2 separate regions of the Gossypium arboreum genome follow, and region 1 is linked to region 2. A link is a contact called in public Hi-C data. All regions are on one chromosome and are shown on one strand. The core of a region is the stretch at or near the end of the contact, and the rest is flanking DNA. Distances in the headings are between cores, read along the strand shown.

Region 1 (2,700 bases), core at 122-2,621, 470 kb after region 2:
AACATATTCTTTTTTCAAACCAATCTAAGTATTTATGTACATAGCCAAACCCAAAATAAATTTACAAAATTTCTTAATTCACTCTAAGTATTTATGTATAGAGTCATAATACAATTGATAACCAGATAAATGAACTACCACCTCAAAATCTCAATCATGATGCAATACTTTCAAACCATAAATCTCAAGCTTCTCAATCAAGTTTTGAACCTACACGCTTAAACAACTAACGTGTATGTTGGATAAGTTCAGTAAATGATACTTATCCTATCCCATGATTAATGTTAAGCCCTTAGTAAAATTTTCTTATGTTCATTTATGCATTGATTTAGCCTTTCTAACATATTCATTTTTCATTGCCAAATTATAAAGGTTCAACTTATACAATGAATCATTAGGTAATCACTCACATATAAGACTCTTATTGTGTGCTTAATCAAACATATAATTACTTTTAATTAGAGTTCACTTAACACTCACACATATGTGTAAGAGAAAATTTTCCGTTATTTATAAATTGTAAAGTTATTTTATAATATTTAAATATTTTTAAAAAATTATATTTTATTTTTAATTTATAATATAATTTTAATATTTTAATTTTACAATATCATTTTTATTTATAAAATTATTGAAGTAATTTAATTTATGACATTATTTATAATTTTGAAGTAATTTATAATTTATAACGTAAATTATTGAATTATTTTATAATATCATTTTAATTATTATTTATAAATTATAATTCAAATTATGATGTAAAACTTAATTAAAAATTTAAAGAAAATTTTAAAGTTGAAGCTGAATTAGGGAGGATGGGTAAACTCAAACTCTAAAATAAAAAATTGTTTAAAAATTTTATTTGAATTGGTTTAAGATTACATCGAAATTAAAAAATCCATTTTATAAAATCGATTTTTCTTTTATTTTATCAGTTTTTCAACTAATTGAATGATTGAAGGATGAGAGATAAGAAAATATGAAAATCAAATTTCAGAAAATTTAATTTTCCTATACATTGCAAAAATGTGTACTAGTTTGGAAATTTTCTCCAGTTTAAAATAATTTATTTTGTTTTATATTCAAAATTAATTTTTTATTAAAAAATCTCTTTTTTTTTCAGCACCAAGCATTTCAGGCATTAATTACATAAAACTTCCTACTACGAAAGGAAATAACCTTAGTATATATCCAAAATTTAGTCATGAAAGAAATTTTTAAAAAATAATTTTCATGAATAATTGGTCTCCACTACCACTAGATTGTTTATATTATATAATAATAGTCAACTCATAATCAATTACATCCAATAAGTTTGGTTGTCTTTCACCGGCAACAAATGTTGTGAATATAATCCCCACTTGTCATGGCGCTTACCTTAGCGACTATTTTCCTTTTCTTGTTCTTTTTCTTTTTTCGCTTTTTGAGAGAAAATTAGCTTTAAAACAATTTGGTTACCACCACATATATTTTCTAGGGACATTCACATTTGACAATATGCCTTTCTTCCCACTTCAAAACCCAAATTAAAGCTATAAAGATAGGAAATCCGACCATAAGGACTTCAAATCTAGTTGGTGGTGGGTCTAAACCTATATACCCACTTTTTAGCGTTTAAATTCTATTATTAATCCATGTAGTATATATAAGTTGTGAATTTAGTCTTTATATTTTAATTTAGTCATTTTAATCTTTATACTTTTAGAATTTTAAAATTTTAATTCTAAGTAAATAGTAGCTATTAAATTTATTAAGTTTTAGTATTTTTAAATTTTGATGTAGCAAACATATTATCACATGTGTAATGTCATGCTTATTATTTCCACATATTACTCACAAAAAAAATACCGGTTAATAGATTGAATAACTATCATTTGCATCAAAAATAAAATTTCAAATTGAAAAATATAGTGACTAAAATGATCTAATTAGAGAACACGGACTAAATCTATAACTTTATACATAATACATGACTAATAGCATAATTTAACCAAATAAATTTTAACGCAACCATTTAATTAAAATTAAATTTAAAATTTAAAAATTTAAAAATTTAAAATTTAAAAATTACAAAAATTACAAAAATTAATTCAAAAATACAAAAACTAAAATTCATCAAACTTGAATTTATACAAAGTACATTATGTAATAACATAAAAAATATGGAATCCTATCTAATGATCATGAGAATGGAGTGTTGGATATTTGACTCCCACCCAACCGAGGAGTCAGTCCGGGTCAGACCATGGCTATCTATTCTATTAATAGGACCCATTCCAAGACTTCTATTAATTAATTGAGCCGAGTCTTGTATATTGATTGGACCATATTATAGGTTTGCATTATTACTTGTCCTACAATATTGCTTTTGACTAATGCTATCGATGGAGAAATCAAACCAATAAACATATGTGAGACCCAGAAACCTCTTCTTTTATGATAATGGTTTATGCATTATGACGTAAATGGACCTTTTTTTTCTTTCTAAATGTTATGGAATTCAACTTTAAGAGATATATTTTTTATAAAAGGTAGAGTACGAATTATCCAGGATTAAATTCAAGATCAAATTTCAATTGAACTTGTGTTGTACTCAAGATTGTTTTTTGAATGCTTTGAATTAAGAAATAAGGAGAGAGAATGGTTTAATTTTGAGATATTGGATGTAAAATTATATTAAAATGATGTTAATAAACGTAT
Region 2 (2,700 bases), core at 111-2,610:
AGATTTTTTGTCCTTTAGTGATTCGAGTCGGTAAAATTTGGTAAAAGTCAGCCCGAACTAAAATACCTTACCCGAGGCCCGGTCCATTTTTTAAACGAGCCTTATTTTTTTGTCCAAGCCCATTTTTCAGGCCTATATTTTTGCCCAAACCCTCCCACATTAGGGGGGGGGCCTTCGGGCCGGGCCGGGTAGTCCGGCCCATGCACACCTCTACCAGAGAATAATATCTCTCATTTATATAATATTTTCTCACTCCCTTCACCGATCTCAAATTCAATAGCCTGGTGTACATATCCATAATCATCATGTCTCCCACTAAGATATTTTTCTAGTTCAATTGCAATGAACCAAGGTTGAAATCCAACATTTTCACAATGAACCCGCCAATTCCCCTGATTTCCACTAGAACCCACTCAATTTATAAGCTTTTCAAATTAATACTCAAAGTCATGATTCCAATGTAAACTTAACATTTTAGGGTGTGACATAGACAATACAAGGCCAAGGGTTGCTCACCTTTCTGGCTAGTTCTCGTGTCGCCATGTGTCTCTATCGAGGTAAGGGTATAACAAGTATGTTATATTATTTTGAATAGTTTTGGATGAAAGATAAATATATTAATTTTAATATTTCATTTTTTAAAATTTATTTTTGTTAATTTTTTAATAAATTAAAATAACTTTATATTTTCTACATTAAGTGATAAATAACTGACCTAGCTATTTATCTTATTCAACACATTTTTGTTGAAAATTTTATATTAGGTAAAAATTTAAAACAATTATAAAAAACATTTAAAATAATAAATGCTGAAATAAAAATTTTTAATCAAATGAAAATTTTCAATAATTTTATCAAAACACTTTTTTCTATTCAAAAAGTAGCAGTGGAAAGGATTTCGTTATTTGATGGGCTGCTAGTTGGCTTTGGTTTAGGAGTTAAACGAGTAAAAAAGGGAGTCCTCAAGACTTTCTTTTTGTCAATACGAACTTTTATGGGCTTTTCATGAGCAAACAAAATTTGGGATGCCTCTCAAGTCCAAGCTCCATTGTTGTGTAAAAGGAAGAAAGACAGAAGCGCATGTTAAAGTAGGTTTTGGGCCAAACGTAGACTAAACTTGGCAATGATGTCACGGGCACTGCTCTATGTCTCAGGGCATTAGTAAGCGTTATTATTACTGGCATCTATTTCTAACCCTACCAACTGTGCTGATTGGTGTTGGTGATCAGCTAAGATATATCCAAATACACCAAAGGGACCTAAATAAAGATTCATTCCCCAGCTAGCTACTCTTCCAAATTATACTCAACTATTTGAAAGCAAAAAAAAAAAAAATCAAATCAAATATTGTATCATGTTGATGCTGCAAGTTGCAACTTACTTTTCAACTGAGTTGGTTGTAAATTGCCTATTTTGTAGACATATTTGACCTGATGAATGTATTTGATTTTGTACATATTTTTAAGGGGTTCTATGCAACGGAATTCGAGGTTAATTGGAAAAAGAAATTCTGTCAAGGATAACTTAAAGTGATTTATTGTGATAAACTTTTTTTATTTATTTAAGATATGTGATCAATATGTTTAATTGAAGAGGACCTCTACTGTATCGCATTCCTTAATAAGAAGACTGATTGGAGGTTAATATCAATCACAGTAACTTGATTAAGAAGCCTACAAAACATCTATATAAAATAGACTTGTTTTTATCTTTTGTGTGTGCAAATAGAGAACTCAGTCAATTTATTGCCCAGCACATTTATGAGTGACTTTATATTGTAAACAAAATGTTCTATCAGTTTGGACTGGACAAATATTTCACTGGAAAAATTTTGGTGAGAGAGTTGAATGTTTATAATTGCACAGGAGTGAGGCTATAAGAAGTGTGAGTTAAGCTTAAATTATCTTTTTAATAGATTTTTCTCTAAAAAAGTCTTTAAATGTAGCATTGGATTCTAACTACGGAATTAATTGATTGTGTTGTCTATTTTACATTTCTATTTTTTATTTTTTTATTTTTTTATTTTTCTAGTTTTTATTGTACTTGCAATTCTCTCTTGTACTTTTTAGTTCCTCTTTCATGATTTTCATTAATAATAACCTATCTGAGTAGCTTCTTGATCATGTAATGTCGCACAATCCCCTTTGGATATAAGAACAACAAAGTTTTGGATCAGTTATGGTTGGTGTTAAATATGACTCCTATTTTGAGTCAAATTTGAAAAATAATCTTTCAGTTAAATTCTGTTTACTTGTTTCAATCAAATATTGATTAGTTTAGATTATTTTATTATTATTTGACCTATGAATTTAGCCTATAAATAGTCTCTTTTACAACCTTAGAAAAATACACCCATTAGAGATTAGAACTCATAACACATTTAGAGAATTTTCTGTTTACGTTTTGAGGGTTCTTTGTTTTCGGGTTTTCGGGGTTTAATCTTAATCTTAATCTTTTGTACTCTTCATTCTTTTGCCATTATAGTAAAATTATCTTTACCCGTTGTTTTTTATCCTCATTGGAGGGGTTTTTCCATGTTAAATTTGTGTGTTCAATTTCTCAATTTATTCCGTTATTTTCTTGTTCGTTGCTTAATTGGGTCGATTCCTAACAAGTAGTATTAGAGTTAGTTCAATTTTCATAGATCAGCTCATTCAGAGATGGCAACAACAAGGTTTGAAATTGAGAAGTTCAATGGTG

What was found. Hi-C and Micro-C count contacts between places; a contact is called where the count stands out from the background.
Region 1: a contact with region 2 is called in a Hi-C map of leaf, with 4 times the contacts expected there. The contact joins two enhancer-like sites. A contact is called at or near these places in 2 of 5 Hi-C or Micro-C datasets (both in leaf).

The regions. Positions count from the first base shown.
Region 1 is chr9:41,254,635-41,257,334 of ASM2569848v2, forward strand. No RefSeq gene overlaps it. Among protein-coding and RNA genes, the nearest start is that of LOC108489278, 22 kb to the right of the region's middle. Within about 2 kb of position 1,372, at least 2 of the 2 cell types and tissues checked have an H3K27ac peak or open chromatin away from gene starts, as enhancers often do. A contact at or near this core is called in leaf, where this site is marked.
Region 2 is chr9:40,784,916-40,787,615 of ASM2569848v2, forward strand. No RefSeq gene overlaps it. Among protein-coding and RNA genes, the nearest start is that of LOC108452293, 6.4 kb to the right of the region's middle. Within about 2 kb of position 1,361, at least 2 of the 2 cell types and tissues checked have an H3K27ac peak or open chromatin away from gene starts, as enhancers often do. A contact at or near this core is called in leaf, where this site is marked.